Regions from separate parts of the Rattus norvegicus genome. Here region 1 is linked to region 2. A link is a contact called in public Hi-C data. All regions are on one chromosome and are shown on one strand. Each heading gives the region's core, a stretch centred on a gene start, on an enhancer-like site or on the middle of the called end of the contact. The rest is flanking DNA. Distances are from core to core; before and after follow the strand shown. Region 1 has its middle 120 kb from the start of Edn1. Region 2 has its middle 91 kb from the start of Phactr1.

Region 1 (5,979 bases), core at 2,218-4,717, 210 kb after region 2:
CAATCCAAGCTAATACTTGCACTGTCCAGAAACGTGGGCATCCAGGCCCCTGTCAACTAGTTAGAACTATTATTAGATTTTTTTTCCTCCCCCGAGCCTAGTTAGAAAGTTTCTTATACAGTCGCTAATTCCCCCAAGAAGGAGATTATTAAGGCACTTCAAACTATCCTGCTTTGTTTATAAAATTCTGTTCCCTTTTATTTAATAGTCTGTGGGTGTGCAGGATGGGAAAAAACTCCTCAGATGCAAGAAGCCATTCTGGAGAAGAATCAAGGAAAGAAAAGAAAAGAAAAGAAAGGAAAGGAAAGGAAAGGAAAGGAAAGGAAAAGAAAAGAAAAGAAAAGAAAAGAAAAGAAAAGAAAGGAAAAGAAAAGAAAAGAAAAGAGAAGAAAAGAAAAGTCACAAGCAGCAGAACCAAAGCATTGGCCTGAGATGGCTTCCTCAACCTGCCTTCTATTCCCACTGCTCCTGAGGCTTGGAGCAGACGCTCACACTGGAAAACAGGACAGAGAACAGAGAAACTGGAGAAAAGCTGCTGGCATGATATCTTGTGGTTCTATGTCTCAAATCATATGCCTCTCACATGAAGAAATACATGTTTTTCCTTCATTTCCAAACCATTGCAAGATGCTTGGTCTTGCTTCTCTCTAAGTTCATATAGCCAAGGTAGTGGTTTCTTCAGTGGAAAACTGAAATAGATGGATAGGTCAAGGCGTTTTTGCTGATTGGGAATTATTCTAGACATGTTTAAGAACTTTAAACTTAAAATATAGAAGATAATAAAAAATGAAATATATGTTTATGTGTGTATATATGATGGAATTTTATTCAGTTATAAAGAAACATTAAATTTACAAAAATAAAAAGATGGATCTAGAAAGCATTTCATGGTGATCCAGACTCAGAGATCCTAATGTTGGTCTATGTGTCTACATGACTGAAGTTAGAAGGGGTTAGAGGATGTCAGGGGAGTCCTGGGGCATATATGACATCAAAGTTCAAAGTAGGCTACAGGGTGTAGAAGAGAATGAGGTGGGTAAAGAGGCAGAGTCAGTGGAAAGAAGAAATCACAAAATCCAATTTTATTTGAGAACGTCGTAAGGAAACCTAATAGTTCATATGCTGTTCTTAAATAATTAATTAAAACTGAAAAAGTCATTTAAAAATCCTTGGGTTTAATTACACTTATAATTAAGCTTGAGAGCATGGTGGGACTTCAGCTATGTCTTCAACCTGCTCCCACCTTTCTCATTACCACCAAATGTCCAGAGAGAACTTGCCCACACCCTCAGACACTGGGACAAGTACCGAGTCACACTGAAGGGAAAATCAGGCTTAGAATGGTATTTTTAGTGTCCTTGTAAAAATTATGTCTTTGGGGGTGTGGAAAGAGGCTCAGAGTTTAAGAACAGATGCTGCTTTTGCAGAGAAACATGGTTTCTTGCTTTTAGTACTCACCTTAGATGATCCAAACTGTTAACTACTGCACTAGAGTGTCCCCACTACAGGGGACTTGACACCTTCTTCTGGCCTCTATTTGCACCCATAAACATAGGAGTGCACACGTGTACGCACACATACATACACACACACATGCACACACACACACACACACACACTCAGGCATGCATACACTCATAAATAAGATATATTTAAGTGAAATTAAAAATAGCTGGCATGTTGGCCCATACCTTTAACCCCAGCTTTTGAGAGGCAGAGACAAGCAGATCTCTCTGAGTTTGGGGAACAGCCTGGTCTGCATAGCAGGATGTAGGCATAGTAAGAGCCTATCTCAAAATGAACAAATAAGAAATATCTGTTTGTCCTCAAAATCTAGCAAAACCCAAAGTGACAAAAAAAATGCCAAGTCAGTTTGTGACGCACTCAGGACACATCAAGGGTTTTGTTGTTGTTTGTTGTTGTTGTTGTTTTGTTTTTTTAAATATATTTAGGTATAATATAGGTCCTTGATACAAACTTAGCCTCATTGTGCGAGGTGCTTTGCCTTGCACTCTATCAAGAACACTTCCCCAGGTTATAGGACTTTATTTTCTTACCACATCATTTTTATGGCTGCTAAATAAAATAAACCACGGTATAAATATATCAGAACTTATTTAAACAATTCTCTTGGGCACAGGACCCTGTTGTTATAAAAACAATGTCATGTCATCCTGGCAAATAAATCTTGCCCTTTGTTGAGATTTTTGTTGTATTACTAAGTTCTTGGAGAGAACTCGTTGAGGTGAAGGTCATGAACATCTGTAGAGCCTTAGAAGCATACAGTCCGATGTTCTTCAGAAAGCCATTCTTTCTGGGCTTCAAAAGGGAGAATATAAGGTGTCTCAGGGCTGCCAGCACGTTTTCTCTCTCTGCTGGAAAGTCTGCCATATGGACAAGCTCAGTACTTGCCTGTTTTGTAAAAAGAGACTGTCAACAGTCCTGTCATGACTTTGAATTTTTAAGGACTATCCTTACCTCATATTCACTGATGGGAAATTTTAAAAATTCAGCCGGACTTGTCCTGACTTGGATACTGAATATCTTAGTTCAAGTCCTAAACCATACACCAACCCTGTGACAAAAGGAGGCAGATGATCTAATACCCCAGGCTGTGTTTCCCCTCTGGGAAAATGAAGGACTTGCCTTATATCTACATGATCTTTCCCTCCTCTGTGTAGCTGTCTTTGTCTTTCTGTCTCTTTCTCTCTTTGTCTCTCTCTTTCTCTGTCTCTCTCCCTCCCTTTCTGGTATATTCAATTATCAGTGTGGGTATTTGTTTGTACACATGCGTGCATATGCGTGTATATGAGGAAGCCAGAAGTTGATGTCCAGTAGCCTTCCTCATTCACCCTCTACTATAAGATTGAGAAACCAAAGTTCAATTAGATTTGCTGACCAAAGCAGTTCAGGGATCTCCCTGTCTCTATACTACTGTGTCCAACCTTTTAACATCTTAACATGGGTTCTGGGAATCAGAACTGTGTTTCTTATGCTTCTGGGCCTCTCAGTTGAGCCATTTCCACAGCTCCAGTATCTGAATTTCATTAAAAATTGTACGACACACCATCTGTTTTAGACAATCTAACAACATACCCAGTAGCACATTATATTCATGGACATTGGCCTCAATCCCTGCAAAGTCCCAAAGTTCCCAAAATGTGAAATGGCTCAAGTTGACCTTCAAGAAGGACATTCCATATTCATGAAGGTCACATGGATTTTATCTCCTTCAGTTGCTGCTATTCACAAATCACAACTGAGCATCTCACAAGAAACTGTACAACCTGTATGTTCTTCCCCTGACATGAGACAGAAAGGTACTGCAGGAAAAGGGGACACTTCATACCAGCCTTCAGGACTGTGACCCAAAACAACATGAGAAGCAGAACTAGGTCTGGGGCAGGGACTGTGTCCAAGTCAGCAGCTCACTTACTCATCCTGAGTAGAAACACCATGTTCCTCAGTTTTCTATCTGGAGAACAGCCCAGAAATGATCCAGTCTCCTTGCCAGATTGAAGAGGCAGCTTTTGGAGGTGAACAACTTTCCCTGTTTGTTCTCTGTGGTAATTTATTATTCTTCTCACAGAATAGCAGTCTCTCCTGAGTAGCTGAGGATAAAGTTGCAAGTTATTCAGTGATAATGTCTGCCATGACGCGTGGCTTGTTCTGCACACAGGGTTTTCAGGTTAGTGAGAACAGAAAACTGTTTAATTATTTTTTTTCCACCATGATAGCTACTGTGTATTTATTGAGAGAGTCTTGTGTTACAGAGACTGAACTAAACACTTGGTATTACTGGCTGTCTTAGCTGTTAAGATGACTGTGTTGAAGGCACATTATCTTACTTTTAAAGCTAGAGTAACAAGCCAGAAAGAATAGGGAATGGAGGGGTTGGAAACTGACTACTGGTCTACCTGACTTCGAAGACAATGTTCAGTTTGTTACATTTCTCCAATTGGGTTTGAAAAGTTGGTCTTCAGCTGGTGGTGGCATTTTTAGAGCTTGAGGAATCTTTGAGAAGTGGGATCTAGAAGGAGGAAATGGGTCCCTAAGTGAGGTGTGTCTTGAGGCTTACAGGCCAGCTTTGCCTCCTGGCCCTGCGCTACTTTATAATGCAACTTACAATTTATCTTAGTTAGGGTTTCAGTGCCGTGAAGAGACACCATGATGACAGCAGCTCTTAAACACAAAAACATTTCATTGGGGCTGACTTACAGTTTCAGAGGTTTGGTCCACTATCATCATGGCAGGAAGCACGGCAGCGTGGAGACAAACACGATGAAGAAGAATCTGAGAATTCTACAACTTGATCCACAGGCAGCAGCAGGAGACTGGGTGTTATGCTGGGCATGAGCATATATGACCTTAAAGCCTTCCTGCACGGTGACACACTCCCTCCAGCAAGGCTACACCTACTCTAACAAGGCTACACTTCATAATAGTGCCATTCCCTATGATCAAACATTCAAACGCATGAATCTGTGGGGGCCATTCCTACCAAACTAACACATAACAATTATCAATAAGATAATCCTATGAGCTCTAATGGGATCTCTAGTTCTGTGTCCTCTGCTATGGCTGATGAGTTTGATTAATGGATTGGTTTGATTAACAGAGGACCATTGCTCAGGGGCTAATGAGCAGTTCCTTCATCCTCTTCAGCATTCTCCTTCTCTCCGTCTACTCCTTAGAGCTCACTCATCACCAACAGAATCCACTGCTTCATATCAACTATTTCAGTTTCTCAAACCTCTCCTTCCTTCAAGGGAAGTCTGCCCTCTAATGATGCAAATGCACTACTGACTTCAAACACTTATTTCTCAGAAACAAAGCAAAGGGCACATCTCAAGGGTGAAGGCGTTGATGGATGTAGAGCTCTAAGGCAGTCACTCTATCTGAATTTATTATTTAAAAGGAAAGGAATCTGAAGCCCAGGAAAGCACGTGGTCACACAATCCTATGAGGAGGATCTGCAAAAACAGACAACATTTGTGTCCCAGTGTGGATGCTCCCCGGGATGCCAAGAATGGCCTGAACTAGCAACAGAGAGCAGAAGAAGAAATTAAGGCACGGCCTGTACCAGCCAAGAAAAAAGAAAACCCCAGCCCTGTTCTAGAACGACTATTAACTTACATTCAGTCGAGCAGAGCTGGAGAATGAATAAACTCTTAAATTCGTATATCTTGACTGACAAGGCAAGTCTCCAGAGAGACTCTAAAAAATGATAACCAACTGCTGTGAAGCAGCATTTGTTGGTCAGGCTTTTGGTGAAGATGGGCTGGATGCAGGGCAAAGGAAATCAGCTTAATTTTCCATTGGTCTTCAATATGCTGCTGGAGTGCTCCACTCCCATTTCCCAGCCCTCTATCGTATTAATCAATTATCCATTTTACCTCTCACTAGTCCTCAAATGACTACATGCTATTTATGAAGAAAACCACCAAGCTAATCCCTGTGCACATTATCCAGCACCTTGGTTGCTATCTATGATAAATGAATAAATAAATATGTGTTATGCTAGGTGCACTTGAGAAAAAGAAAACCATAATTTCAGGGCTGGGGGATGGCTCAGTTAGTAAAGCTTTGCCTGGGTAGCTAATTTAACATACTTGGTAAAGTTCTAGGCCAATGGGAGAGACCCTGTCTCAAACAAACAGAAAAGGAAGATACATGAAGAATAACATCCGATGCTGTCCTCTAACCCGCAAGTGAATGCATACATGTACACATATGCAGTGCACACATGCATGTGAGAATGCACACAGAATATTCACTTACCTTTTTCCTATGCATTGTCTATTCTTAAATATAAACAGATCTTTATGTTCCCACAAAAGTATCAGAAATTTCCCTGCCAACTTCCCTTTTTACTTATATAAACCCTTCACGTGGCTCCTAAATCATTGGGGTATTTACATTTCAACAGAAAAGTGTATGTGGGTGCTAAATCTAGGTGGAGTGGTCATAGGGGCTTAC
Region 2 (5,408 bases), core at 2,001-4,500:
ACTCTTTTCTTACATCCAAACATCTGTGTTCTTCAGCTAATGACCCAGCACATTTGAGCTCAGGCTCTTGCTGTTTGGGAGGGCACAGTCTGTCTTCCCCCTTCAGGCTGAAGGCTACACCAACAGAAAATCCAGAGTTCTGTTTTCTTAACCAGGGACTCCCACCTACCAGTATCTGTCTGATTCTGTCTCTCTCCAGTGGCCTCAGGTATTGTTTGTGTTTTTTTTTTCTTTTCTGTCTAGTCCACAGTTCACAGTAAGGTCAAGTAGAAAAGTCTGGAAGGATTGCCATCTGTGTGTGCATTCTCCACCCAGAGACCGATTCCACCGCATTTCTAACATCGCAGAGACGCCTCTGCTTCATTCCAGGCAAGGTCTCATGATGACATCAATAACCACAGGTCACTTTTGTCTGAGTCTGCACTTGTATAAGTGGAGCCCTACCATGTACAGTATTTTGGACTTAGCTTATTCTTTTTTCTTTTCTTTTCTTTTTTTTTTTTTTTTTTTCTGGAGCTGGGGACCGAACCCAGGGCCTTGCGCTTGCTAGGCAAGCGCTCTACCACTGAGCTAAATCCCCAACCCTGGACTTAGCTTATTAAATCAGCATGATGCTTTTGAGATTCATGCAGGGTTTTGGGTGTATTTTTGAACCTTTTACTAATGAACAGTGTTCCTTCATATGAATGCACCATACGTCATATACTCGCTTCCCATGGAGAGGCACGGGTGCTATTTCAGTTTGGGATTATCATGAATATAGCTGTGAGATGCTTGTACAAGTCACACTTTTGTGTATATGTGGTACCACTTTTCTGTGATAAATATAGTTGTTTATTATATGGTGACATGTTGGGCAAAGGCTGATCATATCAAGGCCATAAGGGAACAGCTGTTATCCTACCCTCTAGGGACTTTGCATCCATTATGACCTTGTCATACAAGGCTTTCCTCGTGTGTCTGTGGTGACACTGGCATAAATGAGGCTGTTGGCCATATAAAGGTACAGCACATGTGTTCACAACAACGGTGATATTTGACGATGATTAAAGATGACTATTTTATGGTTTATCTGTTTACTATTATACGTCGTTTCTATTTTAGAGCATAATCCTGTGACTTATGAAAAACAGATGTTTCCTGTAACATAAGACTCTATGTGCTGCCGTCCGTGGCTTCCTCCAGCTAAGTCAGATGTACTGCTTGCTTGATTGCGGGGACAGGCTGTGCGGAACACTTGACCTACCTAGATGGTCTCCGTCTGCCTAACCACTCTCTATGATGTCTTCCCAGGGTCGGCATCATCAAAATGTACTCTTAACGACACATGACTATGTGTAGGAGAGGAGTTGCTGGAAGGAAGTTCTCCAAAGTGGCTTACTGTGTTACATTATGACCAGGAGTGCCTGCGAGTTCCAGGTGCTCTGCCTCCTTGCCAACACTTGATATTGTCAGAAGCTTTTGAATTTGGACACTGTAGAGAGTAACCTTAGAATGCCTATGACTGATGACAAGGGATACTAAGTCTTTAGTGTGCTTATAGATTGCTACTGTACTTCTCTGGGAAATGTGTTTATTTGGAATGTTCACCCATATTTACATTTTTAAAAGAATTAATGGATTGTAATGACTATATATTATCAATATGTATATCTGTATGTAATTTTTTTCTGGGTCTATGATATTTCCATTCACTTTTTAAAAGGATTCCATGGAGCTGTTTTTGGTTTAGTTAGCTAGCTTGTTTCTGGTGCTAGGAGTTGAACCTAGGTTTCTTGTTTGTGCTAGCCATGTGCTCTACTACTGAACCACACCCTTGACTGACATATTTGGTTTTTATTTTATATCTTTAAGCCTACCTTTTTCCCCTTTATAGAAACATTTTATTCCGTCCAAGCCAAGAAATATTTACCTACCCAACAGCTACCTCTAACACAATCGAAGAGAATACTGATAGACTCCCAAAATATTTTTCCCTGTCTTTGAAGTGTTGAAACTTTGTATGCTGTCTTTATCTCTACCGCCAAAACCCTTTGAGGTAAAATAAACACTTTTTTTTTGTGTGTGATTTTGGAGCTTTGGGCAAGGTAGCTGAAAAAATGAAATAACATTTATACCATGACGTGCATGAAAAGGTGCTTAATGGGGATTTGAAAAGGTCAATCAACTTGCCCACTCAGCAGCAAACATTGTCTAGTGAATTTAACATGTTGGGCGTATAGCTGTGAGTCTACATGGCGATGGACTTGGATGAGGTGTTGGGGCGTCACTTTGTGCAGTTGCACTGAAGGGAAGATGGGCTCAGCCCAGACAGATGCCTCGATTCTGCCAAAACATATGGAGAGGAACCTCACTTCAGCACTTCGTTCAGAGAAAACAACACTTGAGGATCAATAGCAAGAAATGAAAAATTAGCCAAAAAGACCTTTCCTATACGTTCCTGATTAATTCTTAACAGTGGAGCCATCTCCCCGACCTCCAAGGGCTGCCTTTAGATAAAGTAACAAACGAGACTCCAAGAATGCCAGTTCAATACGTGCCAAATAGGTGCTGGAAGTCGCATTTGCCAAGACCGCCTAGCAGTTCACAGAATTGATTTTAACCAGGTTTGGCAGATCTGTGCTTTCCCCGTGAGAACTGCTTTTTACAGAGTCTATTACGAAAGCGTGTTTGGGGAATGTTTCATGATGAGACAGACTGTGGCAGGATGTCTATTTCGGATGCCTCAGACTTCACAGTCTCCATTATGCGGTTCCCCTGGCTCTGTATGGCACCTGTTGGCTCTCAGGGAAAGGTTTTACTAGTCGGGTTTTTAATGTAGCCAGACTTATAGGTGTTGTCTACTTGTGTCCTCACTAGAATTTTTTATTCCACTTCTATCTCATGTAGTCCAGCCCCCAAGCACTCTCAGCCATGGCTAAACATGAATGCTCTTGTACATTATCTCTAATTTCTAACAGGGGTCTGCCAGGCATTCACCCTGATAATCGAAGACGTTCCAATTCATCAGGAATGTTCATGAATCACGCAAGCCCTGCAGCCAGTAAAGTGGTCTCTGATGATTCACACTGAGGATTGTCTACCAACACAGCTCTATCTTTCTCCATTGGTTCAAGGGCACTCACTATACAATGTATCACAGAAGAAGGAAATTCCAGAACTTAAGCCATTGTCAAGGTAAATATGTCCCAATGCAGTGTTTTCCATAAGAAGCATGATAAGCCGCGTGGATATTTCCTGTTGTTGGTCTGTGGTCAGCCTTGAGTCACAGGCTTATAATTCGTCATTCTGGTCCAGTCCTGTTCCCTCCAGTGGGAGATTTAGATCAGTTTCCATGTCCTGTTTGGGTGAAACAAGACACAAGGTAACTTCTAGTTTGGTTTAAATAGCCCGATTGGAGCGTTGAGCACAAAACCCAACTCCCTTTTCTGTACTTGGGTTATCATAGACTAAGCAGCTAAGAGAAGGTTCATAGAAGCCAGACTTGTTAGGAAACAAGAAGACAGCCTCGTTTAGTTTGTTTTCAGTGACAGACAGTCCTGAGACGAACAAGTTTCATAACCTGGCTATTCTGAGGCTGTTTTATTTATAACCTGAGAGGTACAAAGAGAAAAGCTTGTATAGTTTACAAGAGCATACGCTACTGACTGTCTTCTCAAAGTTTTACAAAATTGCCACGTGAGTGAGTTTTATGTGTGGAAATCAGAAGATGTGGTAAGCCTTGGCTGCTTCACCTCTTCAATCCTCAGAGGTTCAGCACAGCGGCACAGCGCCCACACTCGGCTCTCCTCACACCCCACTCCACCCCTCAAGGCTCTTAGCTCACACTCTTGGAATGTATGCTTCTCCAGGCTCAAGGATTTTGCTTTTCATCTTTTCCCCGCAGAAAGGGTTATTCTTAATGTCCTACCAAGAGCACTTCAATAGAGTCACTGTCATACCCAAGGAGTGTTTCTGGTTATGTTGATAAAAACAACACTGTAAAAGAAACCTTCGGTTATATTGATAAAGAGGGCTTTACAAATGTTTGAAGCCTGCCTTATGTGATAGAGTGTCAGCAGTAGCTTTAAAAACAAGGAGAAAAAGATACTTTATCATCATAATGTATGTTACAAGTCTTAGAAATTGTCAGCTCTATTTCTGTACAGGGAAATTTTATTCAAGGTGCTTTTTCAGGGGAAAAAACACACTTTCATCACCTTTATATTTAATTTAATTACAGACTCATATCCCTGGCCTTACATCTGCCGCATATGTGTTAATATGTGCATGTCTATATATGTATATATGTATATACATATATATGTAGCATGACTACACACACATACATATATATCATTAACTATATATAATGTTTCCATGGTAGTGTGAATTGTAAGTTAACAATGACTTCCACTATGTGGGAGCAGGATTACATGTTCTATGAAGATACTATGTTATTCTATATGAGGAAATTGAACATCAGGGTGCTCTGTTTCCTTGTGGGGGCCCTGGAAACAATCCTAGGGATACTAAGAATGGTCTGTTAAATCATTACATGTATGTGCAATCTACATTAGGCTCTACCACTTATGAATTTTTTGTCAATGCTAATCTATAGTTTTATTCATTAAGAATGAATTCGTTAAGAGTGCCATCAAACACATAGGCACAAATTTAAAACCACCAAGATCAGGATGGGTACATGATTCACTCTTCTTTTGTGTAGCCTAAAACTTAGTCATCTAAAGCCGAAAAAGTACAGCCTGTGTTGGAGGCTGCTCTGAGAAAGGAGATTGTTTAGACAGAAGGGATCAGAATTTTAGAAGTGAAGATGCGTGTCTTGTTTGTCCTGATCACAGATCCAGCATTGGAAGCCCATAGTTATGTAGGGGATAGGTGAGGAACATTTTCAAGAAATCTGTAAGTCTGTCAGGACCCACTGATATCAGAAGTGGGGGCTTACTGAGATCAAGTGTTGCTCTGCTACTGGGAGAGTGACTCTATAGTGTATTTCTTGCAGAAATGAAAGAGAGGGTGGTGGTGGTGGTGTGTGTTGGGGGGGATAAATGTGTGCATGACAGAGCTGGAGAATGGGTGAATGTAGGAATTATGGCAAAACCATTAAGGGAGTAAGAGTAGAGATGGGATGGGAGACAGACACTAGAGTGGGCATAACACTGAGCCTCTCATGGTCTATAGTTCCTTCCTTCCTTCCTGTCTTCCTTCCTTCCTTCTGCTTCCCTCCCCCTTCCTTCTGTTCCTTCCTCCCTCCCTCCCACCTCTCTCTTTCCCCCCCCCCTCCTTCCTTCCTTCCCCTTGCTTCTCCTCACTTTTATCCCCTTAACTCACTTTTAGTTGGTTTGATGAAGTCATTCCATCTAGCTTTCAAGTTGAGTACGATCTAGGGGATAAACAAAAATGACTTT

What was found. Hi-C and Micro-C count contacts between places; a contact is called where the count stands out from the background.
Region 1: a Hi-C map of frontal cortex shows a contact between it and region 2, with 3 times the contacts expected there. The contact joins two enhancer-like sites. A contact is called at or near these places in 2 of 12 Hi-C or Micro-C datasets (the A7r5 cell line and frontal cortex).

The regions. Positions count from the first base shown.
Region 1 is chr17:22,542,599-22,548,577 of GRCr8, forward strand. No RefSeq gene overlaps it. Among named protein-coding and RNA genes, the nearest start is that of Edn1, 120 kb to the right of the region's middle. Within about 2 kb of position 3,468, at least 27 of the 93 cell types and tissues checked have an H3K27ac peak or open chromatin away from gene starts, as enhancers often do.
Region 2 is chr17:22,333,026-22,338,433 of GRCr8, forward strand. No RefSeq gene overlaps it. Among named protein-coding and RNA genes, the nearest start is that of Phactr1, 91 kb to the left of the region's middle. Within about 2 kb of position 3,251, at least 12 of the 93 cell types and tissues checked have an H3K27ac peak or open chromatin away from gene starts, as enhancers often do.